Linked DNA regions of Mus musculus: all the other regions are linked to region 1. The links are chromatin contacts, called in public ChIA-PET, HiChIP or PLAC-seq, Micro-C and promoter capture Hi-C maps. All regions are on one chromosome and are shown on one strand. The core of a region is the stretch at or near the end of the contact, and the rest is flanking DNA. Distances in the headings are between cores, read along the strand shown.

Evidence for each region. Promoter capture Hi-C pulls out the DNA fragments that hold promoters and counts their contacts. Hi-C and Micro-C count contacts between places; a contact is called where the count stands out from the background. ChIA-PET counts read pairs in DNA pulled down with a chosen protein or histone mark. HiChIP or PLAC-seq counts read pairs in DNA pulled down with a chosen protein or histone mark.
Region 2: a promoter capture Hi-C map of liver shows a contact between it and region 1, with 4 times the contacts expected there. The contact joins the promoter of Cdk20 here to the promoter of Ptch1 in region 1. A contact is called at or near these places in 2 of 39 promoter capture datasets (both in liver), 2 of 484 Hi-C or Micro-C datasets (CD4 T cells and myocytes) and 1 of 115 datasets of contacts at active chromatin or transcription factors (pancreatic cancer cells).
Region 3: a promoter capture Hi-C map of pre-B cells shows a contact between it and region 1, with 3 times the contacts expected there. The contact joins the promoter of Ctsl here to the promoter of Ptch1 in region 1. A contact is called at or near these places in 4 of 39 promoter capture datasets (cranial neural crest, hippocampal neurons, liver and 1 more), 1 of 484 Hi-C or Micro-C datasets (uterus), 1 of 115 datasets of contacts at active chromatin or transcription factors (pancreatic cancer cells) and 1 of 9 other capture datasets (adipose tissue).
Region 4: a contact with region 1 is called in an RNA polymerase II ChIA-PET map of memory CD8 T cells, with 6 read pairs. The contact joins the enhancer-like site here to the promoter of Ptch1 in region 1. A contact is called at or near these places in 4 of 39 promoter capture datasets (hippocampal neurons, liver and pre-B cells), 6 of 484 Hi-C or Micro-C datasets (CD4 T cells, cardiomyocytes, embryonic stem cells and 3 more), 3 of 115 datasets of contacts at active chromatin or transcription factors (bone marrow-derived macrophages, memory CD8 T cells and pancreatic cancer cells) and 1 of 9 other capture datasets (liver).
Region 5: a contact with region 1 is called in a Micro-C map of embryonic stem cells, with 9 times the contacts expected there. The contact joins the promoter of Cdc14b here to the promoter of Ptch1 in region 1. A contact is called at or near these places in 1 of 39 promoter capture datasets (hippocampal neurons), 1 of 484 Hi-C or Micro-C datasets (embryonic stem cells), 1 of 115 datasets of contacts at active chromatin or transcription factors (bone marrow-derived macrophages) and 1 of 9 other capture datasets (embryonic trunk).
Region 6: a contact with region 1 is called in an H3K4me3 HiChIP or PLAC-seq map of bone marrow-derived macrophages, with 6 times the contacts expected there. The contact joins the promoter of 1810034E14Rik here to the promoter of Ptch1 in region 1. A contact is called at or near these places in 1 of 39 promoter capture datasets (the C10 cell line), 1 of 484 Hi-C or Micro-C datasets (CD4 T cells) and 2 of 115 datasets of contacts at active chromatin or transcription factors (bone marrow-derived macrophages and memory CD8 T cells).
Region 7: a promoter capture Hi-C map of liver shows a contact between it and region 1, with 3 times the contacts expected there. The contact joins the promoter of Fbp1 here to the promoter of Ptch1 in region 1. A contact is called at or near these places in 4 of 39 promoter capture datasets (the C10 cell line, embryonic stem cells and liver), 1 of 484 Hi-C or Micro-C datasets (liver), 1 of 115 datasets of contacts at active chromatin or transcription factors (double positive thymocytes) and 1 of 9 other capture datasets (adipose tissue).

The regions. Positions count from the first base shown.
Region 1 is chr13:63,564,156-63,567,889 of GRCm38.p6, reverse strand. Ptch1 (patched 1) reads left to right here and starts at 2,155. Exons shown (of 24, transcript NM_008957.3): 1 at 2,155-2,528. The coding sequence starts at 2,370. RefSeq lists an enhancer at 1,417-1,596.
Region 2 is chr13:64,430,772-64,434,505 of GRCm38.p6, reverse strand. It overlaps Cdk20 (cyclin-dependent kinase 20), which reads right to left and starts at 1,953. Exons shown (of 8, transcript NM_053180.2): 1 at 1,836-1,953; 2 at 1,416-1,529. The coding sequence starts at 1,910. 1700015C15Rik (a long non-coding RNA gene) reads left to right here and starts at 2,070. Exons shown (of 3, transcript XR_873594.1): 1 at 2,070-2,152; 2 at 3,101-3,255.
Region 3 is chr13:64,368,506-64,372,239 of GRCm38.p6, reverse strand. It overlaps Ctsl (cathepsin L), which reads left to right and starts at 1,720. Exons shown (of 8, transcript NM_009984.4): 1 at 1,720-2,004; 2 at 3,076-3,212. The coding sequence starts at 3,087.
Region 4 is chr13:64,297,603-64,301,336 of GRCm38.p6, reverse strand. All of the region lies in intron 4 of Prxl2c (peroxiredoxin like 2C), which reads left to right. Among named protein-coding and RNA genes, the nearest start is that of Prxl2c, 13 kb to the left of the region's middle. Within about 2 kb of position 2,051, at least 6 of the 459 cell types and tissues checked have an H3K27ac peak or open chromatin away from gene starts, as enhancers often do. A contact at or near this core is called in memory CD8 T cells and regulatory T cells, where this site is marked.
Region 5 is chr13:64,273,168-64,276,901 of GRCm38.p6, reverse strand. It overlaps Cdc14b (CDC14 cell division cycle 14B), which reads left to right and starts at 1,914. Exons shown (of 14, transcript NM_172587.3): 1 at 1,914-2,311. The coding sequence starts at 2,152.
Region 6 is chr13:64,246,596-64,250,329 of GRCm38.p6, reverse strand. It overlaps 1810034E14Rik (RIKEN cDNA 1810034E14 gene), which reads right to left and starts at 1,630. Exons shown (of 3, transcript NR_045798.1): 1 at 1,127-1,630. Cdc14b (CDC14 cell division cycle 14B) reads left to right here. Exons shown (of 14, transcript NM_172587.3): 2 at 3,012-3,102; 3 at 3,730-3,734.
Region 7 is chr13:62,886,568-62,890,301 of GRCm38.p6, reverse strand. Fbp1 (fructose bisphosphatase 1) reads left to right here and starts at 2,020. Exons shown (of 7, transcript NM_019395.3): 1 at 2,020-2,428. The coding sequence starts at 2,259.

The sequences.
Region 1 (3,734 bases), core at 906-3,405:
GGAACGCGCGGGCGCGGACGCGCACTAACGCGGGTGCGCGCATGGGCCTCTCGGTCCAGGTCACGTGGTGGAGTAGGCTCCGCCTTCTCCCCCACTCCTCCCCCCCCTTTCCCTCCATCTGGGTTTCTTTCTTTCCTTTTCTTTCTTCTTTTTTTTTTTTTTTTTTTCTTCAATGAACACACACCGTGTGCATCTTAAAGCCACACTGCCCCATTTCACGGGTTCATTTGACTCCTCACTACTCCGGTTCCTTCTGCAGTTCAAGTCGGAAAAGAAAAATAATAGGACGTAGCAGAATCCCGTGTTTCTGGGTCTGGTGTCTACTGCGGGGAGGAGGAACTTCAAAACTTATTGGAGAATGGAATGTGCTTTCTTAAGTGTTATTTTTTTTTTTTCTTAAAGAGCGTAGTTGTGTAGACAGTTTAATTTGTTGCTGGCTCCAACATTCACTCCCCTCCCCACTACGCATTTTTCTTCTTCTTGTTGTTTGTTGTTGTGAATCCCCTGAATGTCTTGGTGACACTGGACACAATATCAGGACAAATCGTAGCGCTCTATGAACAATTTGTTTAAAATGAATTCCACATCAAAGCCTTTATTCTCTTCTACGTCACGCTATTAAATGTTACAGGGTGTGTATCGAGCTTTATTTTGTTTTAAAGTTTAAAACTGACTTTAAGAATGTGATTAATTAATGAGGATCCAGACGAATTCCAAATATCAGGAAATCTCTCATTTCCATTTCTCTGGCCTGCTGAAAAGATTTGCTTTTTATATATTAAAAATTCAAATAAAATAGCAGACTTGTCTGGAGTCTCCTTATAGACGTTTTCAAATTGGACTGTATTGTGTATTGGAGGGGGGCGATAGAGGAGTGAGAGGGGTTTTTAAAAGGGCTGGCTTTTCCCAACATCCTTGCTCGCCTCTTTAACTTTCCATTTTGTTTATCTTAATACGAGGCGTTGTTCCCTGCGAGAGTCTAAGTCTTGCCTTTGGTTATAAAAGAAAAGAGGAGAAAAAAAAATTGGCACACACTGGCGCACTATCCACCACCCTGTCATTATTGGTGCAGGCCTGGGAATTCAAGCCGGACCTCCCAGTATTTGCTGCAGCTTGAGGCCAAAGTGCCTCTAAAAGGGTTTTCTTTGAGGAATCTCAGAAATTGTTTAAGCGCTTAAAAAAATATATTACCTATCCCTCATGTCTATTGCGAGGCAAATGCTCCTGTACGTGTGAGTGTGTGCGTGTGTATGTGTGTCTGTGTGTGTGTGCGCGCGCGCTCGCAAAAGGCGTCTCGAAAAAGAAGACACTGTTGAAAAGAAAAGAAATAAGAAAGAAAGGAGGGGGGAGCATTCCTTAATGGAAGTATTGCATGCGAGAGGGTTGGCGCTGAGCGAGCGCCCCCCCACCCCCAAGCCTGGGATGCACACACGGGGGTTGCCTACCTGGGTGGTCTCTCTACTTTGGTGAGCTGTTGCTAAGCAGCTAATAATAGTCATGTTTGCTGAGTAATTTCTGCCCTCCAAGAGCCAATCGCGTTGCAGAAACCCAAGCCATCTGACAGCCCCGGGGGCGGGAGTTCCAGCCTTTTTCTCTTTCGCTCGCTCTTTCCCCCTCCACCCCCTCCCCTCCTCCTCCTCTTTCTCCAAATGGAGAGAGTTCTTTTTTTTCTTCTTCCATCTCATCTATTGAGTCAAGGAGCTGCTGCGGCCGCTGCCCGCTGCACACACACAGAGCGGAGTCCCCAGGTCCCGGTAGCGAAAGAAGCGCGCGGCGCGGGGGCAGAATGGTCCAGCGGGTCGGTGAGGAGAACAAGAAAGCAGAGTCCGGGACCGAGCAGCCACCGCGAACCCAGCAGCCAGAGAGCGACCAGCCGTTTCAGAAGCCGCCACCGCCAACTCCAGCCGCAGCCGCAGCAGCACCAGCAGCAGCAGCGGCAGCCCCGGCCCGGCATCGTTGAGACTCGCCGGGTACCGTCGCGTCGCCCGCAGCGGGCGCCGAGGGAGCCGGCGCGAGCGGCGGGGGTCTGCGCGCGCCTTCTGCCGTGAAGGGGTCGCGGCGCGGGGCGGGGACGTCTGGGGGGGACTTGGGGACCGCGAGGCGCGCCCTGGAAGCGCCGGCTCTCGCCTTCCCGCGAGCTGGATGTGGGCAGCGGCGGCCGCAAAGACCTCGGGACTCACGCGCAATGTGGCAATGGAAGGCGCAGGGTCTGAGTCCCCGGCAGCGGCCACGGCCGCAGCACCCGCAGCGCCCGCCGTGTGAGCGGCAGCAGCGGGTCTGTCACCCGGAGCCGGAGTCCCCGGCGGCCAGCAGCGTCCTCGCGAGCCGAGCGCCCAGGCGCGCCCGGAGCCCGCGGCGGCGGCGGCAACATGGCCTCGGCTGGTAACGCCGCCGGGGCCCTGGGCAGGCAGGCCGGCGGCGGGAGGCGCAGACGGACCGGGGGACCGCACCGCGCCGCGCCGGACCGGGACTATCTGCACCGGCCCAGCTACTGCGACGCCGCCTTCGCTCTGGAGCAGATTTCCAAGGTGCACTTCTGTCCCCTCCTCCCTCTTCACTTTTCCCTCTTCTTCCTCCTTGGGATCCCTGCCACACAGACACACACACACACTCCTGAGAAAGCAGCAGACAAGTGAAGGTTGAAAAATTCAAACCCTCCCTCCGGACTTTGGAGGAAAGGGCTGTCTGAGGTCCGCAGGGGGTGGAGGGGTGCCTGTGTGTGTGCGTGCGTGTGTGTGGTGTGTGCGCGCGCACACGCCCTCCCTGGTGTGCCTTTTCCGGAGCTTTGGAAACCGTCCTGAGTGGACCACCTCCAGGGCGGCCGCAATGCGGCACTGCCTTCGGCCCCAGCGCCTTTCTCCCGCGCCCCTGCCCACGGTTGCAGCCTAAAGTTCGGCGTTGCCACATTTCTTAACCTCTTTGAGGGGGAGGCGGAGTGGAGAGAGGCGGAGAGAGACAGAGGGGAGGGAGCCAAAGTAAAGGTGGTTTCCTTTTTTGGCAGCCGGTTCTGCTTTCGTTGAGCTTGAAATCTCTGCTCCCTTAAAAATTATTCTCGGGAGAGGACGTCCCCTCTCTTCCAGGTCTTGGGCCGCCTCTTCTCCCAGCCTGCCGGGGAGGGGGGCAGTTGTAAACAAGTTGCCACCTTAAATCTTCGGTACGGGTGTGCGGAACGGCCGGGTTCATTGTGTTTACGAGGCTGGCTGAAATGTGTGGAATCCGGGGAAGGCAAGCACCTAGCCTGGGGCCCGCAGGGGCCCTGGCCAGCACCCCGGGCTCCGCCGCCCGGAGAGCAGCCTGCGCCCAGCCAGGACCCCCGCCGGCGCCGGCCTGGGCCTCTTCCTTGTGCACTCGGCTATTTTAAAGAGTTCACCAGGAGGGAATGGGAGAGGGAGGAAAGATCCTTGTGGCCGCCCTCTTCCGAGCACAAATAGTGTAAGTTGTAGATGGCTGCCGCATTTCCTAACTGAGCTCCCGCGGTGTCTCCTAAGGCTGTGGAAAAGAGTGTGGACCGAACTCTGGCTGCGGGGCTCACCACGTGGACCTCGCGTACAGCCACACCGGGGCCAGATGGACCACGGTTGCTGTAGATTGTCCCTAAGTGCGCTTGCGCCCTTCACTCGGCCTCCGGGGCACTGGAGGAGGCCACAGGCTGGAGCAGGACTTAGGGAAGGGGGGACGTTTCCTGGGGGTTCTTTAGTGTTGGGCTTCTCGGCTAGGATCACTCAGGCCCTCCC
Region 2 (3,734 bases), core at 704-3,203, 870 kb before region 1:
GTTTTGTTTTTGTTTTTTTTTTAATGAAAACTTGGGACTAGAGAGACAGTTCAATGGTTAAGAGTACTTGACGCTCCTGGAGAGGACCCAGATTTGGTTCCCAGCATCCACATAGTGGCTCACAACCATCCGTCTCCAGTTCCAGGGAATATGATGCCCTCTTCTGGCCTCAATGGGCACAAGGCACACACACAGTACACACACATAAACACATGCAAAATGTTCCTACGCATAAAGTTAAATATAAATTAATTAACCAGGTAAAATGGCAACGTCAGGACGGCTGTCAATCATCAGCATCCTTATGGGTCTTGAACCACCTGTCCCACACATAAGCTGCCTGGAAAGCCCTTTTATTTTCAACAACAACAAAAAGGAACCACCTTAGTGAAGGTTTTATTTTGGCAGTAAACCAGCATTGGAACAAATAAAAATACACACCTACATTCAGACAGTACACATGTTACACACAGTACACATATATAAACACATATCTCATGTTATAAAGATGAGGTATGAACACATATCTCATCTGCAGTAAATTTTGAGGCACACACCACTACACTTCACAATACAGGAGCACACAAACTGATTCCATCACACATAAGCTCTCAGGAATCAGACTGAGACCAATTCCTCAGTGTCACTAGTGCTGTGTACAGGCCAGAATTTTTAGGAGGCCCCAGGGGCATTCTGGCAGTGTCACTCAGCTGCAGACCCATGAGCTGATGATAAAAGCCAAGCATTCCCCTGTGCTTAACAAAGACCCTGAAGAGAAAGAAAGAAAGAAAGAAAGAAAGAAAGAAAGAAAGAAAGAAAGAAAGAAAGAAAGAAAGAAAGAAAGAAAGAAAGAAAGAAAGAAAGAAAGAGGGAGAGAGAGAGAAAGAGAGAGAAAGAGAAAGGAAGGAAGAAAGGAAGAAAGAAAGAGAGAAAAGCAGGGTGAACGGAGGGTGACCACACATGAAAGTCTTTAAGATATCCTTCAGAACAAAGTAGGGGCTCAACGGGTGCAAACTGCTGAGAAGTCAGCATGGTTAGGGGCATAATTTAATGGCCCAGCACCTGTCTAGCATAAGGAAGGTGGGAGAGCAGGTATAGGAAGGAAAGGAGAAAACAAAAAGAAACACACACAATAGTTAAAGGGGGGGGGATGCATAAACATATGAGCAATGGGTGTGTAAATGAGAGAGAATGGGAGGGTTAAGTACTCAGGTGAGAGTGGATCTGGGAGCATAAATAAGGAGTAAGCAGGAGGGGGCAGAATGGGGATTAGAAAGGACTCCTTTAAAGTGTATACTGGTGAGTAGAGAGGGATGGAAATGAATGAAAGTGGTCGAGAAGCTGCTGTCTTGGAACCTGCCACCGGTCTTGTTCACCCGAGCCCTGCATGACCACCTGAGCCCAGCCCCACTCACATATTGACTGTCCTCTATCTCCTGCAGAGCCTTGATTTCTCTGAGGGCCTGGTTAGGAATACCATCCTCCAGCCGCCGCAAGGCCACCTTCTTGAGGGCAACGATCTCGCCAGTCTGTGCAGGAAAGAGTGCCGACACTGCCAGAGACCTTTGGCAAGGTAGGGGCAGGGAGAGAACACCCCAGGAGCGAGACACCCCACAGAGACCCGCCCCTAAGTCGGGAAGATCTGAACCGACCGCCAGGGGTCGCGCTCCCGCAGTCCGGCCGCTGGAAGCGGGATCGCCACAGATGGGACCCCGCCAAGTATCCTAAAGAGACCTCTGAGGCGCGCCCGCGCGCGCTAGCAGATCTCTACACGGAAAGACTGCAGAGGGAGCGCAGTGGGCATCCCTCGGACTGCACGTGCGGCATGGTCTCACCTCTACGTGCTTGGCTTTGAAGACGATGCCGTGGGCGCCCTCCCCGATGCGACCGAGGATGCAATACTGGTCCATGTCGGCCCGCGGTGCCCAGATCCTACTCTACAGGGATCCAGCATAGGCTCCTGCAAGCGTTGCCTAGCAATAACGCGTCTAGCAGCTGCTCCGTAAAGCACGTGACCGGAAAGACCAGTGCTGAGCTCAGTCAGGAATCTGCATCCCCTCTAGGCAGCACCTTTCCGCAGCCTTCGGCAGTCACTCTATCGTAATCTAACGCTCCAGGACGTGGCCATAGCACCACGTGACAAGAAACGCTGGTGCGTGGGGCTGAGAGGGGCAGGGCTACGCATGTAAAGGGTGTGTTCATTCGCCCAGAGGCGGAGCCTCTGGTAGGGAGGTGGATCTGGTGGAAGACTTCCAGAAACCAGCAAGAGTATCAGGTGGCAGGCACTCACTCAGCCGCTCTCTACATTTAGGCCTCTTTGTAACTGACGCAAATCATTGTTGCAGACAAGCACAGAGCTGAGTCGTGGAGTGTCTTAGTTAGGATTTTACTGCTGTGAACAGACACCATGACCAAAGTAACTCTTATAAGGACAGCATTTAATTGGGACTGGCTTACATGTTCAAAAATTCATCCTTTGTTATCAAAGGAGGGAGCATGGAGCATCCAGGCAGGTATGTTGCAGGAGGAGCATATTCAACTGCAGGCTGCTCGGAGAAGACTCGCTTCCAGACAGCAAGAGTATTAAAACCCACTTCCACAGTGATACACCTACTCTAATAAGACCACACCTGCTAATAGTGCCACTTCCTAGCCCAAGCATATACAAACCATCACATGGAGAATCACTTGGGTCTTTGGTCCCCAAAGGGCATCATGAATCCAAGTACCTTTTTTAAAAAGCTTACTAGCACTGACGATAAAGCTCCTTTGGTGAGGTGCTTGCCTAGAGTGAACAAAAGCCTTTGGTTCGACTCCCTGTACCACCTATGTTGGTTGCTCTAAATCACATCTGCCGTCCCAGTACTTGACAGGGTCTTATTAATCTACACAGTGCGATGCATCCTGCTTAATAAGAGACCTTATCTCAAAATAGAGAGAGGTGTCCACAAGTATATGAGATGACGACCAGCACCCCTACTAATTAGGAAAAATGAAATCAAACCACAATAAGATATCTTACACCCTTTAGGATGATTACTATCAGGAACGTAGATGATAAACCTGATACAGTTGTTCTGACTATAACTCTTGTATCCAGCAGGCCAAGACGAAGAGAATCTCAAGTACGAAGCCAGTATGGACAAGGTTACCTGCTAACATGGTAAAGCTGTGGAGAAATCAAGACAGAAGAGAGGGGAGAAGAACCTACACTAACGTGGGAAGGCAAGGATGCCAAGAAATTACCACTTTTGTGTGCGTTTGTTAAAAAGTGTTTCAGGGGTGGTTGCTCACTCCCTACAATCCCAATACTAGAGAGACTAGGAGTTGCAGGAGGATTGCCTCAGGTTCCAGGCCAGCCTGAGCTACAGTGTGAGACTTTCTCAAACCCAAAAGAAACGAAACTTTTAAATAGAATATGAAACTAGCCAGGCTCTATGGACTGGCTGTGGGACCCTCTTCTCAGGGAATGAGATAAGTGAAAGTTTTTGCCATACCTGTGGCACACACTACGCCTAGGTTTAAATCAGAAAAAGGAAATCCAAGTGTGGACTAGGGGGTAGAGGGAGCGTGAGGGGGCAGAAGCCCAGGAATTTGAGCTTATCCTTGATTGTATGCTGAGTGTAGCTTTCATTGGCTAATTACCTCTGAATTAAGGAGATTGTAGCATTGATATCCAAAACTAATACACTGGGGTTTTGTTTGTTTGTTTGTTTATTGTTTGAGACAGGGGC
Region 3 (3,734 bases), core at 471-2,970, 800 kb before region 1:
AGCTAGGTATGGTGATGCACACCTTTAATCTCAGCACTAGGGAGGCAGAAACAGATTTATTTGAGTTCCAGGACAGCCCAGTCTACAAAGGGAGTTCCAGGACAGCCAGGAAATCAAAAATCCTGTCTCAAAAAACAACCACAACAACAAAAGCCTCATTTTCGGGGAGGTGTACATGTGCCAACAGCACATACAAAAGTCAGAGAACAACTTTTGGCTCTCTTCTTTCACCATATAGATCTCTGAGATTGAACTTAGGCTTGGGTTCAGGCAACTCTTTAACACTAAGCAATCTCACCAAGCCCTGAACGTGATCTTTTAAATCACTTTTAAAAAAATACTTCTTTTAGGGCCAGGAGGTAGTGGCGCACTCCTTTAATCCCAGTACTTGGGAGGCAGAGGCTGGCGGATCTCTGTGAGTTTTGAGGACAGCCTCATCTATAGAGCAAATTCCAGGACAGCCAAGGCTACACTGAAAACCCTGTCTCAGAAAATATTTTAAATACTATTATAAAAGACATTACAAGTCAGGCAGTAGTGGCGCACGCCTTTAATCCCAGCACTTGGAAGGCAGAGACAGGCGGGTTTCTGAGTTCGAGGCCAGCCTGGTCTACAGAGTGAGTTCCAGGACAGCCAGGGCTACACAGAGAAACCCTGTCTCAAAAACAAAAACAACAACAAAAACAAAACAAAAAAAAAGACAATACAAATTTTTAAAAATCACATACTGAAATTAACCAAACTCAAATATTATAAAGCTTCTAAACAGAATAGCCAATAAAAAAAATCTTATATGGCTAAAAAAAAATTACACTTTACCGAATTATTTTCTTTCAATCTTACCTATACCTGTATATATATTTTTTCTCTATCCAAGTAATTTCTTCAAGCTACACAACTACAGCCTTCTATTAAATATTACTCTTCTTGAGTGAGGAAGAGGAAACTAAAGCGGATAGCTCGGAGATAGCTTTAATCCCGGCTCTTGAGAGGCAAAACCAGGATGCCTGTGATTGCCTGGTCTACATTATTAAACCCTATAACCCCTATCTCAAACACATACTTATATCTTTTCCAGCGAATTTATCAAATTCCAGAAGTGGCGCATGCCTTTAATCCCAAAACTTGGGAGGCAGAGGCAGGCGGTTCTGAGTTCGAGGCCAGCCTTGGTCTCCAGAGTGAGTTCCAGGACAGCCAGGGCTACACAGAGAAACCCCGTCTCGAAAAGACAAAAAAAAAAAAAAAAAGGAAAAAGAAAGAAAAAAATTGAAAGTAAGAAAAACAATTCATAATGTAAAGTAGGAAAACAGTCTCCATCGTTCTCAACCGCTTTTTTTCTTTTCTTTTCTAGCCACCATCCTACAACCCCACCCCCACCGCCGCGTCCCCGCCTGCCACGAAAAGAATTTCTACCAGACTTGAGAGAAATGCTCCTAAGGAACAATCCATGTATAGGTAAGGCAGGAAGTGCGGCGTTAGAAGCCACGTGCTGATCTAAATTCTATGGACACCCGTCCAGCCAGACCCTGGAGAGGTGACTCTGTCCTCCGCTCTGTCTTCTTCCACTTACATCAGCATTGTTGTGGGTTAAACAGAAACCACGGGTTATGCAACTCTCCACCCTGCACATTTTAATCTACAACTTTCATACAAAAGGAAAGGTATGGCTGAGGTGGAAATTCCACAGCAGGCCTTTTTTTTCCTACGCTTTTCTTACAGAACCAAGGCACCACGCTGGCGTGGACCCTCCAAAGTGGATCAGCCTCGCCCCAAGGCTTGCACCACAGGACAGGTTACGACCCGGCGGCGTCACGCGCCCGGACTCCCGCAGGCTCCGCCCCGAGGCAGGCATAGCCAATGACGGGGCGGGGGCGGGCCCTGTCGGGGCTGTAGCCTGAGAGGCTTTAAAGCCTGAGCCCGGCGCTGTTCCTCCAGATTCTCGGACCTCGGCGACCTCCGGGGATCCGAGTTTGCAGACTTCTTGTGCGCAGCTAGCCGCCTCAGGTGAGTGACCCCCGCGGGTTTAAAGGCTTCCCGAGCAAGGGCAGGTAGGGGAATCTAGAATGTGGGAACCATAGCATCTGCAACCCGGACTGGAGACCCCCGGATGGGCCAGGATCTCGAGGATGTGTCCTCGGCCTCCCCGAAGTGATAGGCCCTTGTTGTCGAGCGGGGTCTTCATCAGGTCATGTGACTCCGGGCTGCCGGGACCCGTAGGGACAGCGGGACCCCCTCAAGCTGGTCACGGGACCCAGGGCTCCTTGTGCCGCCATAACATTCGCGGGCGGTGGCCGCGAGCGCGGAGCGGACGCCCATCCCCCTCTCCCCCGGACGGGCCCAGCTTGGCCCCTAACCCGAACTGAGATCGCATAAGGAGGCATCGCCTTGAGGCTTCAGTTCGCCTGATGTGCAGCTGTGCGTTAAAGTGTGTGGTGGCAACCCACCCTCTGGGTACTCCTGTATGCCCACTTGGGGTCACTAATACTTGTCAATAAATGACCTGGACCCAGTTGTCCTCTTAAGATTCTGACGCATACAATATCGGAAGACTTAAGACTACCGTGGCGCTATAATAAGAGAAAGTGGGGGGGGGGCTGTCGAGATGGTTCAGCGGGTAAGAGCACTGACCGCTCTTTCAAAGGTCCTGAGTGCAAATCTCAGCAACCACATGGTGGCTCACAACCACCCATAATGAGATCTGACACCCTCTTCTGTGCGTCTAAAGTCAGCTACAGTGTACTTATGTATAATAATAAATCCTTAAAAAAAAAAAAGCAAGAGAAAAGGGTTTACCCCTGTTCCAATGACTACTAGGCTGTTTTTGTTTCAGTAGCTAGAGTCTAGGAACCTCCAAAGATTAATTCCTGACTTGTTTTTCTCCACTCATAATCACATTTGTTAACACGTGCAAGGATGCTTCAACTCAGAACGGTTTACTGCTGGGCTGGTGGCTCATGGATCCCTAAACTTGAGAGATGGGTCATTGAAAAAGTTTAAAGCCTAAACTACATGAGAAACTGTCCTTAAAAGAGAAAGCTTCCGTGGGATTCTCATTTCCTCTTTTTCCTTCCCTAGGTGTTTGAACCATGAATCTTTTACTCCTTTTGGCTGTCCTCTGCTTGGGAACAGCCTTAGCTACTCCAAAATTTGATCAAACCTTTAGTGCAGAGTGGCACCAGTGGAAGTCCACACACAGAAGACTGTATGGCACGGTTTGTAGTGTTTACATTGTCTAGAGAGAATGGTCTTCCTTGCCCTTGGAAGTGTTTGTTTGGTTGGTTGGGTTTTGTTTTTGTTTTTCCAAGTCAGTGCTTCTCTGTGTGTCCCTGGCTGTCCTGGAACTTGTTCTGTGGACCAGGCTGTGAACTCAGTGCTAGGATTTAAGTCATGTGCCACCACTGCCCACCTCTTTCTCCCCCCACAACCCCCCTCTCTAACCCTCAGAAGTTTATAGCCAGAGAGTAGTCTCTAGAGGCCAGCTCTTAGCAGGAATAGCCCAATCATACATCCATTGTGAGCAGAGTAGAGCACATACATCCCTTTGTGTGTTTTCGGGAGGAGTGGTGCCTTTCAGAGTGTGTAGCTGTTCCTGTTCCAGTAGATCCATTTGGTCAGATGGATTGGTTTTTTTATTTAAGATTTAGTTAGTGAGATATATGTCACTCGTGATATATACCACACTTATGTCTGGGTATTGTGTACATTCTGGAACTAGTTAGAAAGTACCATATGGC
Region 4 (3,734 bases), core at 802-3,301, 730 kb before region 1:
TACACTCCGTATTCCATTCCACCCCTCACCTACCACCCTCCAACTGCTCCACATCCCACACCTCCTCCCCGCCACACCTCGTCTCCACATTGATGCACCCACCCTCCACCCCATCTGACCTCTAAACTCCCTGGGGCCTCCAGTCTCTTGAGAGTTAGGTGCATCATCTCTGAATGAACATAGACCTGGAAGTCCTCTACTGTATGTGTGTTGGGGGCCTCGTATCAGCTGGTGTATGCTGTCTGTTTGGTGGTCCAGTTTTTGAAAGATCTCAGGGGATCCAGATTAATTGAGACTGCTGGTTTTCCTATAGGATCACCCTTCTCCTCAAATTCTTTCAGTCTTCCCTAATTCAACAACAGGGGTCAGCTGCTTCTGTCCATTGGTTGGGTGCAAATATCTGCATCTGACTCTTTCAGCTTCTTGTCGGGTCTTTCGGAGGGCAGTCATGATAAGTCCCTTTTTGTGAGCACTCCATAGCATGAGTAATAGTGTCAGGCCTTGGGACCTCCCTTTGACCTGGATCCCACTTTGGGCCTGTCGCTGGGCCTTCTTTTCTTCAGGCTCCTCTCCATTTCCATCCCTGTAATTCTTTCAAACAGAAACAATTCTTTCAGACAGAAACAGAGGTGTGACTGTGGGATGGCAATCTCATCCTTCACATGATGTACTGTCTTCCTGCTGGAAGTGAGCTCTATAAGTTCCCTCTCACTACTGTCAGGCATTTTATCAAAGGTCCCTTCCCTGAGAGTCCTGGGAGCCTCTCACCTCCCAGGTCTCTGGTGCACTCTCAGGGGGGGGGTGGTGGGGGGGTGGGGGGGGCGGGTAGTTCCTCCCCCTAACCTTCTATTTCCTGAGGTTGCCTGTTTACATTCTTTCTGCAGGCCCTCTGGGCTTCAGTCCTTTTCCCTCACCCAATACCAGATAAGGTTCCCCTCCTCCTCATCCACTTTCCCTCCCAAGTCCCTCCCTCCCTCCCTCCCCACTTAATGATTGCTTTCTTCTCTCTCCCAAGTGGGACTGAGACATCCTTACTTGGGCACTTCAGCTTGTTGAGCCTTTTGAATTTTTGAAATCTGTGGGCTGTATCTTATGTAGTCTGTATTGTTTTTTTTTTTTCCTGGTCTCTTCTTAATTACTGCTAATTTCTTAGCTCCAGCTAACCAGCATCAGTAGTCCCAGTAACACAAAGGTTTGTTTTAGTATGTCTGGTATCTTTTTAATCACAGCTGAATCTTCAGCCCCAGCTAACCAAAACCACAGAATCTTCACAATCAAAACATGGCCCTGATAAGAGTCTTTAATCTTCCCTCTGAAATTTCACAAGCCAGGCCTCCATCTTCTGCACTGTTCTCAACATTATCTTCCAAGCTCTTACAGAACATCACACAGAGATCTTAACATTCTAATGGCTCTTCTAGCTCAGAATTCCAAAGTCCTTCCACGGTCCTCCCCAAAACATGGTCAGGTTGTCACAGGAATACCCTCCTATGCTGGTACCAGTTTGTCTTAGTCAGGGTTTCTACTTAGTCAGGGTTTCTATTCCTGCACAAACATCATGACCAACAAGCAGGTTGGGGAGGAAAAGGTTTATTCAGCTTACAATTTCTACATCGCTGTTTATCACCAAAGGAAGTCAGGACTGGCACTCAAGCAAGCCAGTAAGAAACATCCCTCCATGGCCTCTGCATCATCTCCTGCTTCCTGACCTGCTTGAGTTCCAGTCCTGACTTCCTTTGGTGATGAACAGCAATGTGGAAGTGTAAGCTGAATAAACCCTTCCCTCCCCAACTTGCTCTTTGGTCATATGCAGGAATAGAAACCCTGAGACAGTAGCTCACAACTGCCTGCAATCCCTACGTCAGACATCCTCACACACATACAAGCAGGCAAAACATCAATGCACATAAAATGAAATAAAATAAAAACACAAGGCAGAAAAACATTTTTTTTATTTTAAAAAGTTAAAGCACTTAGATATTTTATGCTAAGTCTAAGTGTTAAGTGATTATGTCATGGTTTCATTTCTGTTGCTGTGATAAAAAACATCCTGTGGCATGCAGCTTAAAGGAGTAATTTTACTTGGCTCACAATTCTGGGTTACAGGCCATCACTACAGGAACTCAAGGCAGCAGGAATTGTATGTATGTATGTATGTGTGTGTGTGTGTGTGTGTGTGTGTGTAATGTAGGATCTGTATGATCACGTTACATCCTCAGTCAAGAGCCAGGGCCTTGAATTAACACATGTATGCTTATGCTCAGCCTCCTTTCTCTACCAATAATACAAAATCTCCTAACCAGAGGATGGTGCCACCCACAGTGGGTACACTGATCAAGGTGATTCCCCACAAACTTGTCTACAGGCCAATTTAATGTAGACCAGTTCTTCACTGAGACTCCCTTCCCAGACGATTCTAGATCATGTCAATTTAATTTATTTCAATTCAGTTTAATTGAAAGTTAAAATTAACTATCATAGACTGCTTGGATTCTGTTGAGCCACTCAAGAAAATTCATTGTATCCCAATAGGGTTTATGAGAATCCCACTTTATAGCCAGCCACAGTCTTCTGCTGTGCAGACATGCATGCAGACAAAACACTCATCTACATAAGCTGTAAATAAATATTTGTTAAAATTAAGCAACCCAGGCTTGTGGTTAGTGTCTTTGTTAAGTAGGGCCCCAACATGCGACTTAGCTTCCCGCCTGTCTGACCTGACATTATCTTCTGGGAGAATATATCTCCACTGAGGCTCTGCTTAGTTGGCACAGGTAGCTGGAGTCAAACTGACCAGAAGGATGTCAGGATGGCGCAGTAGGGGAAGGTAAGCTTAGGCCTGAGTGTTTTTCTCTACAGTCATCAGTTTAGAGCTTAAAGTCTGGTGTAAACAAGGCAAGAATAAGAGATAAAATAGTTCTAAAACGAGCAGATACCGAGTTTCTCAGCTCAAATGGAGCAGGAATGTTAGTCACAGAGCAGAATCGTCGTCAGTCATTGTGAAAACAGTAGAAAATGACAGGCATCAAGCAGCACTTGTGAGGCCCGTGCCCTGCCCTCCTGTGGCACTGTCATTTCCAATCCAAGCTTTCCAAGAACTTGGAGGGAGATTTGGGGATCCTGGCCAGGAAGCAGCTACTTTACTCACTGGCTAGAACATCTCCAAGGCTAATGGGAGTGAACCTGGAGGGAGCAGCCTAGTCATAGGCCCAGGAGGAGAAAAAGGTGAAAATCATTAACTGCCTGTGTAGCAGAGTATGTCCTGGAGAGGAGCATGCGGTGAGAAATCAGCAAGTATACATGGGAAGTTAAGATAGAAGGGGTACAAATCTGAGAAATGGGTCACCGATGTCCTTTCTGGCAGATGAGTCAGGTCTGTTGCACTTCTTCCTTTAAGACAGTGTCCTCAGAAGGGACATTACCCCCTTCCAGTATGTTTGTCCTGGAGATGTTTTTGGTTGTCCAGCTCGGCGACCAGTGTTACTCGAATTTAGCTGGTGTAGAAGGCAAGGATGTTGCCAAATGCCTTTCTGTGCAATAGAAAAGGACATCTGAGCCAGTGTGAGTGACAGGTTTGCCAGTGTTGCAAAGAAGGAAAAGGTCAGTGGAAAGTTCAGTGCTGTGATCTCCATTGCAGAGTAAGGAAAGGAGGGCGGGGCACAATAGAGAAGGTTTGCGTGGCTGGAGAGATGGTGGCTTCACCATTAAGAGTTCACGGTGTTCTTGCAAAGGAC
Region 5 (3,734 bases), core at 665-3,164, 710 kb before region 1:
ATACTTAGGAGTAATAAAAAGCCTTGCTTTAAAAATATTACTTCAGCAGGATCATAACTATGCATCTGCAAAATAGGAAAATGCGTACACGGCATAACTATGTACACCTAAGATTTTTCCCTTTATTTAAACCATGTGCATTTTGTTAGACTTTCTAGTGGCCAGAATCTAGCCAAAGCATTCTATTTGAAGGTGAGAGAAAAATCAACTGACGTATGGAAAGTACTTGGCTGTTAGACATTCAACTAAGCCAGTCTCAAAAAGTAACGAATGTGGGCCAGGAATGTGGCTTGCTGGGGTAGATCATTTGGTCCAGCACAAGCAAGGGTTGAGTCCCAAAAGCTCAAAAAAAAAAAAAAAAAAAGGAACATACTAGACACACACACACAAGAGAGAGAGGGGGGGGAGAGAGAGAGAGAGAGAGAGAGAGAGAGGGAGAGAGAGAGAGAGAGAGAGAGAGAGAGAGAGAGAGAGAGAGAGAGAGAGAGAGAGAGAGAGAGGGAGGGAGAATCCAGTAAGGTGCCTGCAGTGGCTCACACCAGGAATCCCAGCACTGGAGAGGCAGATGCCATTTTCAGCCCAGTCTGGGCTGTGTAGTGGAACACTTTCTTCCATGTAATCCTATGGATTATAGTGGTGGTTAAAAAAAAAAAAAACAAACCAAAAAAAAAAAAACTTTTCATAAAATTTCTGATTGTGACATTTGGTGGCCCTTCTACTGTGAGTCCTTGGAACCGTGTGAAGGACTTTCTCTTCCTGGGCAAAAGTTTTTGCTAACACTACAGACATTTTAAATGTAAGGCCTTCGTTGATGTCCTATGGAAACCCGAAAGGTGAACAAGCAGGTTCTTAAGGGCCCCTGGCTAAGGAAAGCCAGTCCCATATCTTATCTTTTCCGAAGCAGCAGGCTTAAGGTAGGGCTTCAAAACAAAAGAAGCCTTCCCTAGGGGAAGGAACTTCGTGAAATCTGCATTTCTGAGAGGTTCTTTGGGGGAGGGGAGGAGGGACTGAAATTTATCCCTCTGACTCTTGACTTCCCTTTCAGACTAAATCGCTGTTGACTACAGTCCTGCCGATGGGGACTTTGGGACTACCGACTGCTTCCAGTCTCCTCGCCCAAGTAGATGCTACCGTGAAGCTGGGCTCTTCAAAATGGCAGCTATGGTCAAGTTCCAGAAAGATCTGATATCTTTTTAACCCAGTAGCAAAATATGGGGCGGTACCACTGCAGACCCAAAGGAGAAAAGGCCGTTTGCTCAGCTGGCCACATGCTCCAACACTTCGTGCTAAGTCGGACCGTGGCCACCTCGGCTACCCACAGCGAGAGCTAGCGCGCTCCTGGGTTCCGAGGTGAGGTGTCGGAAGGTTCAAACCACCGCGGTAAATCGCATCTCCAGGTGGTTTCACCGACGCTAAGAAGCCCTTATCGATCCGATCCGATCGGATAGGTGGGAAAACGGCGCTGGTCTGAACTTCTAAGTTCTGAGGTCCACTCTGCCTTGCGTCCACAGAGCTGAGGACCGTTTCAGCAGCCTACACACTCTCCTAGCAGGCGGCCATGACAAGGCTCCCTTGGCGCGAATTACAGGGGAGACCCAAGAAACACTTAAAAAAGAAAAAAATTCCATCTCAAAGATCCGAAGTGGAGTTATTAGGGTAGGGTTGTGCAGGAACTCGGAGACTCACTCGAGGAACTGGGGACTGAGGCGTCAACACCTGGACACAAGAGACAAAAGTTAGAGGGGTCCCACCAAGGGGGTCGCCAGCACGCTTTCTGCCCGATTGGCGGAAGCGCTCAGACTTTTCTTTATGGCGTCACCGAGTACCTGCCTGTAGGAAGGCTCCAGTTGCGTGACGTCACGCCGCACTGACCAATGAGCGGCCCGAGCCGGTAGGCCCCGAGGAGGGTTGTGGGCCCTTCTTTTTGTGAATGAAGCTCCACGGAACATCCCTCCTGGGGGTCCCCGGGAGCCGCGGCCCGCTGAGCTCGGACGCCACGGCAGCAGCGTCCCAGGGAGCGCGCGCTTTGCTCCAGCCACCGGCCAGCGCTGTGGGGCCCCCGGGTCGCGGGCGGCGGGAGACGCAGCGCGAGGACCCGGGCCGGGTTGCCGGGCCATGGTCGCGGTCCCCTGACGGGCCGCGACCGCCTCCATGAAGCGTAAGAGCGAGCGGCGCTCGGCTTGGGCCACCGCGCCCCCCTGCTCACGCCGCAGCTCGTCCTCCTCTCCCGGCGTGAAGAAGAGCCGCAGCTCCACGCCGCAGGAGCTGCACCGCCTGGAGCAGCAGGACGACCTGTACCTGGACATCACGGGTGAGCCCCGCCACACCCCCACGAGGCTCGCGCCTCCTCGAGCCTCTAGTCGCCCGTGCGCCCGCGGTAGCAACTTTACCGGAGATGGGCCGAGGGGTCACTCCTGCAAGTGAGTCCGGCCTCGGGAGCGGGGCGGCTCTGCCCTCGAACCCACCTCATCGCGGGATGAGCCGGCGCGGTTGTTCCCACGCGAGTCCGAGCCTCTGCTGAGTCCCGCTGGTCTTTGCTGTCCCGAGGGCCCAAAGCCTCGCTGAGCCTTAGCAACGCGTGGGATCCGGCCCGAGCCCCCGGCCGTCCGACACCCCCCCCCCGCCCCCCACGCTGTCGCGCCCTCTCAGGCCTCCTGAGGGATCTTTGCCCTCCCTCTCGTGCCTCCAGAAAGGTGTCACGTTGATGGCGTTTGAACCACCAAGCGTGCTAAGAGCTCAGAGGTGTCACTTTTGAGAAATCCCCGCCAGCCGGAGCGGGTAGAATAGCCGCTTTCGAGGGTGATTTTTTTTCTTGGTGTCTCAGTTCTTGAAGACGAAAGAAATCCGTTTTGGCAGCCGCTCGGTTTGCTGGGGTTGATAGAGAAGCCAGAGCTTTGCCTTCGTTGTACTGATGTACGTGGAAAAGCGTTGTCAGCTGCATAGCTGCCTGCGCGGTTGAAGGAAGGTGCCGCGTTTTCTGGGGCGGATGGTGTCCACCTCTTGGTGGGGTTTTTAGAAAAGGTTTCCAAGACTTGAACTTGGACTTTGCTAGGTGGGCTCTCGATTGGTGACATTTATTTATTTAGGAAGTGTTTAGACAAACAAATTTAGTAGAAAGTATATTCTAGATTAATGGGCAACTAGAAAGTAAGACCGGTTTTTAAAGGAAGCTGAGAGGAGAGGAAAGGGTTTTTTTTTTTAGCGTTTGAAGGAGGAAGACGAAGGACTTGTTTTAACTATAGCCCCTGACTAGTGTCTGCCCAGGTCTACCGGTGTGTGACCCTGAAGGAGGAGACACCCTTGCCCGGGTTCCTTCCAGAGACTTCGTGCTGGTTGAATCTGCACATTATTTCTGCTCTTTTTTTTGTATGGGGCAAACTTATTTTCGTATAGCTCTAAATTGTAAAGATACACAGAGTATACTGAGAAAACTTTGTGGCAAAGACAAAGAAGTGCCCCCTAAATGTAACAGATGTTGCCAAGTTCTCGTGAATCTTTCCAGAAATATCCTCCACTGGCACACATATGTATCTATTCTTTGCAAACCCATGCAGGATGGTATACGATTGATTTTTGCATTGCTCTGCACGGTACTTCATAGCAGAATGCTAGCCTCCAATTGATGTGTTCAAAATCTCATTTGATTTTAAATGCTTTGTAAGCCAAAGGGTGTGTGGCTTTAAAGGGTTAAACTATAAAAAATGTTTATGGATTTAAACGCGTTTATAGTTTTA
Region 6 (3,734 bases), core at 381-2,880, 680 kb before region 1:
GTCAGTAGTTGCAGGCACACAGGTTTTAAGGCACACATGGAAGGCATCCTCACGGGTAGGGGTGCTTGCAAGACGGCCTGATGACTTTAGGTTGGTCACTGGAACTCACAAGGTGGCAGGAGATGAAAGGACCTCAAAGAGTGGTCCTCTGACTGCCACACACACATAATAATGAAAAGAAAAAAAAAAACCTCAAACTTTAAAATGGCATTTCTGTAATTTTTGTAATAATATAATTGAAACTGGGTTTGCTTGGTGAATTTAGAATATTCTTGACTTGCTTATTGTTTATTACTGTGAAAACTAAGGAATGTATCGCCAGGGCGGTGGTGGCGCACGCCTTTAATCCCAGCACTTGGGAGGCAGAGGCAGGCGGATTTCTGAGTGTGAGGCCAAACTCAGGTCTACAGAGTGAGTTCTAGGACAGCCAGAGCTACAGGTACAAGTATAGAAAGAATCCGTGCCCCATACTGACTGCTGTGGGGTGTGTGTGTGTGACAGAGAGAGAGAGAGAGAGAGAGAGAGAGAGAGAGAGAGAGAGAGAGAGAGAGAGAGAGAGAGAGAGAGAGAGGTAGGTCATGATCTCAGTCTGATACATCTGAGATTCTAGAATAAGGTTAAGAAATATGCAGGTCTTTGGGGATCACAAATAATGTGTCATTTTTAGGAGAACTTGCCCTTTTCATTTTCTTTCAAGGGACTTTCATTGGCGACTTTTCACTTCTCAGCACTTTTCTGTAGAAAGTTTGGGAAAACTTGGGGAGGTAATAAAGATCTACAGACTCAGCACCATATGACACCCAACAAAAGTGGGGTCAACTCCATCCCATCCTGTGTGTTAACTTGTTCCCTTGAGATTAAGAACATAGACTGAAAACTGTGAATGGTTGCTAGGAAGCACATCAACTGTTTTGCTTTTAGACCATCCCCATACCTTTAACATAGCAAATGACCGGAGTATTACATTTATTTTAATTAAAAATTTGTGCGCCCTACCCCCACTGTGTGGGGAGGTCAGAGGATAACTTTGTAGAGTGGTTTCTGGGCATTAAACTCTGGTCCTCAGGCTTACAACATTGAAGGGCAAGTACTTTTACCTGATGAGTTTTCTTTAGGGGAGACTGACCTTGAACTCTTGATCTTCCTTCCTCTTTCTGCCTCCACGTACTGGATTATATTCATGTCCAACTCCAGCAGAGTCACTTGGCAGTTTCCGAACTCTGGTGCAAGAGCCCAGGTGCAGGCCTGTCTGATCTGAGCTGTGACTCTCCGTTGCTTGGGTCGGGGAGTGCCCCCTGGTGGCAGGCAGCGGTGGTGGGCGGGAGACCGAGTTTGTGGGGAAGGTTGCGCCGGCCTGGCCTCTAAATCCTTTATCACGCGTGCCTGGGTCGTACCGGCCAGCCGGTTTTGAGCTGGCCCAGTGTACCCAAAGCTAGCTTAGTCGCTCCCTTTTCAAGACATCTGGTCTCTGGCCGCGCGTGCCTGTGTGTCTGCTTTCTTCCTTTGCAGGACACTTGGACCTAGTTGCGTGTGCTCGTGGGCCAGGTCTCTTTCCTTCTCTCTTTCTCCCTCTGCAGGGCGGCTGACCTCTGGTCGCGCCTGCCCGTGGGCCTGGCCCCTTTTGCAGGAGACTGGCCCCTGGCTGCCCCAGGGACGTCCTAGAGTTTGGACTTCCGGGGTTGGCTCCCAGTCTGCTGCTTGTCACCCGCCAGGGCGTTTCCGTGCCCATGCATGGGCGCGGCCCTTTAAACTTCACTGTTTTTTAGACTTTGGGGGTGTGGTCACACTTTCTTTTTTTTTCTTCCCGTCCGTCCGTCGCGGTCATCCCAGACTCGCGGGTCCTTCTCTTGCCCTGCTTTCCAGATGCTTTGGAGTCATGAGACGGGAGGGCGCAGGGACCCCTCTGATGGCCGAGGTGATCCGAGGTGAGTGCACGGGGCAGGACTTAGGATGGCTGGAGGAGCGACTTGCTGCCCTAGGAGCCCAACTGGCCTCCTTTCTGGGTCCACTGACTTTGGGGGTAAACCTTAATGTGCCTTAATGTGCTTGTGACCCCTATGTCCTACAGCCTCTCCACCCACCCTGTGTGGGAGCTGGTGAAATTCCCAGTCCAGCCAAAGATCAAAGGTCATTTGTGATTAGAAAGGACAAAGCCCTGTCACCCATTTGAATGCGGCTGCAAGAAGTTTGTTGCATTTACTAGGAGATATTTGCAGCTGTTCTGAGAGAGGAGATACAGATTGGAAAGTTTAAAGTACCATTTGAGAAAAGGACGTCTCGGCTCTTGTTTCTTACCACTTTGATTTTTGCCATGTTTTGGGTGTAGGTATCTGAGTGCTGTTAAGATGTTGCCTTTTTCTGGGGGTTGGTGGGAATAAAGATGGATGGAGCCTTTGAACATCACTTCCCTTCTTGCTGAACTCCACAGCATCTGACTCATGCAACACAGATTCTACCCCAGTCTGGCCTCCCCTCACATTCACCTTGATTTTAAACAGCAATTTATAAGAAACCCAAAGCAGTGATTCCAATTTAAAAAATACGTATCTATGAGATTAATTGTATAAACATACCACCTTGTGTTCTATAGTTGTAAACAGCAACATGTATTTTCATGTATTGCTACATGTATTTTCAGTGTGTCATCGTAAACTTAATGCATGGTTATAGGCTAGCTATCAGAGGTATGCTGAATTTCCTGAAATTTCTTAGTCTAGTTGCTGCAGAAACTGAAACAGTACCACTACATGAAATAATCACCTACCACCATGGTCCTTACTAAGATTAAGACAATTTCTTCTTTAAAGCTTTGCTTATTTATTAATATTCACCAAAGAGACTTTTTGAAGTTACACATTGTCACCTCTGCCATCTGAAACATGGGGTGGGGTGGGGGGGACACAACAAAATCAAACAAGCCATCTTTGAATTCATCAGAAAGGAGTTGGGTCTTGGCTGGGGACACCTGTTTAAGAACTTGAAGAAAAGAACACTGCTGTTTTCCATTGCAGATCGCCTTTGTTTTGCCATTCTCTACAGCAGACCAAAGAGTGCAACAAACGAACATTATTTCAGCATAGATAACGAGCTAGAGTATGAGAAGTAAGTATTGCCTCTTGGAAGACTCAAACTTTTGAAATTTCCTCTGAGGAATCTCTAGGTATGTGTGCAGATGACATAGGCTTGGAAAAATTGTATATCTGAAAAACACTTGCAGCTGGGTGCTGTTTCAGATTCTTGGTTAAAAAAAAAAAGATCTTTGAGGATACAAAGAACCTCTATTTAAACCCTGATTAGTTATTCTTATAGTTTATACTATAGAGCTGTGTAAAATAAGAATGTGTAAAATACTGGTTTTGCTAGTGGATAATATGTCAAGAACAATTTTTTTTTTTAAATTGAGGTTAGTTATTCTACGATTGGTGTGTGTGTGTGTGTGTGTGTGTGTGTGTGTGTGTAGGGCTATGTTAGGGGGAGGTAACAAGATCTGGTGCAAGTAGCTGAGCTCTCTGCTAATGAGGTGCATAACTCTAGCTCACTTGTTGAATAATTATGTAGGTATTGTTTACCAGAATAATTCCTTCTGTTAGTATTAGTAGGGCAGGACCTTAGAATTGTATGGCCAGTGTTAATTTGGGTTGGTGGATGCCCTCTTGCCGTAATTTTAGGAGCGTTTACATTCAGAGCAGCTAAAACATGTATACTTGTTTCTATTTATTTTTTTTAAAGCTTCT
Region 7 (3,734 bases), core at 771-3,270, 680 kb after region 1:
CGGAGCCTTGAGAAAAGTAGCTGGAGCCTGGGGGAGCTTGGAGAAGTAGGACTTAGGCTGAAATGTGGAGAGGGTCCCTGCTGCAATCTGGGAGAAGCTGAGTTGCTGGAGCCGTCTGGCAATGCCTGTGGCCATGCATGTAATTTCATGGGGAAAGAGTATCATATGAGAATATGAAGAGCATAGGACAGCCACAAGGTACAGACAGCCAGGCCTCTCTGTTGGTGATGACAATGAGTGTTGCAGGTACCACCCAGTTCCTCAAGAACAACAACTTCTATAGCTTCTGGGACTGCTGGGTTAAACAGTGCTGAAGGCAGAGACTGTCACCCCTCCTGTGTCAGGTTCCCTCCCAGGGCAGCCCCCAGAGGATGACATGTGAACCTGGTATGTAGCATCTTGACTACCCCAGTGAAGCCAGCTTAGATCCCTGAGGGCCATCTCAGCCTCAGGGATCTCTGTGGACTTTGTTGAGCTCATTATTGCTACTGTATTATGGCTCAGCATCCTCCATCCCACCCTGGTGTGACCATCAGACTGTTCAATATTGTCTTTTTCAGGGAGGAGAGGGTCATTTCTTAAGAAAATGAGTCACTGGAGCACAGGGTGGGGCAGGTAGGTGAAGAAGAGGAATTTGAGAAAAAGGGGGTGGCAGTGGAGGGCATGCCAAGAGGCAGTGTGCCCAGAGAGGGTGATCCTGGAAGAGAGTGCCAAGGAGCAGTGGGCCCAGGGCAGGGCCGGAAGCTTCAAGCCAGTTTGATAGCAATCTTTGTACATCAGACAGGGAACACAAACAGGCTAGATGGAAGGCACGCTGCTAGCTCTCCCAGCTTCAGCTCTTGACCTTCTGCAGTCTGTTCCTTCATCATGTAGAACAGAGCAAGTCATAGCTTTCCAGCTTAAAACCCTCCACAGGTTCTTCCAGCACTGTGAATAGAACCCACAAGTGTTTTGCTATGGTTTGTGAGATCTGTCATAATATCATCCTTCTCTCTCTTTTCTCCTTTCTTTCCTGGTGTCTGTGTGGCTGTCGGGTACACATGTGAGCCTTGGGCGCTGTTCCTTGGGCACTGTCTACCTTGTTTTGAGAGATGGTCTCTGATAAGCTTGGTGCTAGCTGATTGCACTAGCCTGGCTGGCTAACCAGTCCCACAGACAAGTCCACTCTGGTTCTTCTCTTGCATCCTTCAGCTTTTTGCTCAAATATTATTTTCCCAGTGAACTTTTCCCTGACACCCCAGTTTACTCTTCCCAGCATTCTCTATTTATCTTTCTCTTTTCATGATTCTCTATGCCAAAGTGGCTCCTGTAGCAAACTGATCCATGGTATGTTTTTGTTTCTTTTTGTTACTTGTCAATCTTACACTCAAGAAGGGCAGGAGTTTGTACTCCTTGGGCTCTGACCTCAAAGAAAGCCGGTGTCCTGGTGCACAGTACCTGCTCAGTAATTAATTGTTCTACAAATCAGCCTATGACTTGTGACAGCTAGAACAGGCACGGGTAAGGACGCTGGCTGCGGAACAGCCTGACTTCAGAGAATAGCTGTTTGTGTCTGCATTAGTTTTCTCTGCGGAAGACACTTAGAAACTAAGGTTCCCAACAGTTCTCCAACTCTAGAAACTGGGAGGAGGCAACAATTAAGGATTCAGAGTGGATGTGGATGGGAGAATCCATTTCCCAGGAGATGGGTCAGAAGAGACAGTGATGGTTCAGGAAGAGCAGTGGGTAGGGATCGAAACCAAGCCACCTCAGGCTCAAGTGCGGCTTTCCCTGAACTAGTTACTCAACCTCCCTGAATTTGCTTAGTATTTTAAGCAGGTGGGTGGGTGGGACGGGGGAAGGGTTATGGGAGGAGGAGTCCATCATGCCTTCCTCTCTGGCAGGTTATAGCGGGCATTGGAGGAGATAACCATGCAGGTAGCCCAGAGGCAAGGTGGGCGGTGGGGCAACAGAGGAGGAAGTAGCGTTGTCAGCTTGGCATCTAGGGGAGGGTGCATGGAACGGAGGGAGGGAGAGGCTAGGAGGACCTTGGCCAGCGGGCAGAATGGCAGTTGGTAGAGGAAGGGAGCAAGGGGGTGTTTCCTGGGACAGGGGGGCGGAGACCTGGAGACTATAGGCTCCCCCAGGACTCAAGTTCATTGAGTTTCTGCAGACACTGAACGGCTTTCAGTCTTCCCGCTGTGACTATCACCTGTGGGCTCCACCTGCCTGCACCTTTAGTCAGCACCTTTAGCCAGCACCTGCGCCAGACCCCAGCAATGGCGAACCATGCGCCCTTCGAAACGGATATCAGCACCCTGACCCGCTTCGTCATGGAGCAGGGCAGGAAGGCTCAGGGCACGGGGGAGTTGACCCAGCTGCTGAATTCGCTCTGCACCGCGATCAAAGCCATCTCGTCTGCGGTGCGCCAGGCGGGCATCGCACAGCTGTGAGTTAGGCCTCTGGCTGCCGCATCTTATCCGTTAGAACGACTGGGGTCTGCTTCTCTGGACCCCTGCTGGGTCCTGATGGGTCTGGTTGCCAGTGTCGCATCTGACAGTTAAGATTCTGCTCTGCTGCACACAGCCCTCGTTCCCTTCTCCTGGTGCACAATTGCCGGATCTCTTCTGGTCTCAACTCTCCTTTTCGCTCCTCCCAGATTCCTGGTATAAGTGAGTGACTTACCAGCTGCCCACCCGGGACTCTCTAAAGTGCCAATACCTGCGCCTTTCTCCCCATTTCTCTTTTAACCTCTGTTACTCTCCTTGGAAATTGAAATCCCAAATTCAGCTTCTAATTCAGTATCATCCCTAACCTAGACAAGCCCCATAAAGAGTATCCCACCACTTATCAGTCTGGAAGGGAGCCGCCACACAGTATTCCGGGCGCTCCCTCTTTCTGGAGCCAGCTGTAGACTCACCTCCTGAGCACCAAAATCTCTCCCTGTTTGCATTAATGCTAGGAGCAGATCTTGCCCAATTATTAAGAGCTTAAAGACAGAGCAGAAGTAGTAGACTGCTTTTGATAAAGCCAAGAATCCAATCTCCTTCCCCTGAACCATCTGGGGACTTTGTTATGCAGACCCTCCTTGAATAAGAAAAGTTCCCTGTGGTAGATGATGGTGATGATGATAAGGGGGAGGAGGAGGAAGAAGATGAAGAAGAAGTTTATGTATTTATTGAGACATGGTCTCACTATGTAGGTCCACTATGTAAGGTTAGGGTTAGAAACAGGTTCTCACGATGTAGCTTCTACTGTCCTGGAACTCACTGTGAGTAGACCAAGTTGGCCTTGAACTCAGGGGTTATCTACCTGCCTCTGCCTCCTGAGTGGGGATTCAAGGCATGGTGGGTGATTTTAATGCTATGGTCCATATTTTGTACTGTAGGTAGGAGCAAATGAAGAAACATGGAGTCTCAGAACACCTTCATTTTTTAAACTACACAACACTTCTGTACTTTGTTCTGGCCTGAGCAACATGTTTGGGACCTAACTGGTTTTCACACAACTGAATGGAACCTGGGTTTTCAGGTTATCGGTATACTTTCTTAACAAATATCATACTTAAAAAAATTTTTTTCCTACGAGCAATGAGAGACTGATATGTGAGATTTGTAGCTAACTTGAACATATAATCCTTTGAAATGGATTTTTAAATGCTCCTCCAACAGTGTGGCCTGTGTTAGCTATGTGTGCATTTATTTCTGAAAAACTCTGGTTCTGCTGTGAGGCTTGGTGGATAATCCTTAAGCGTA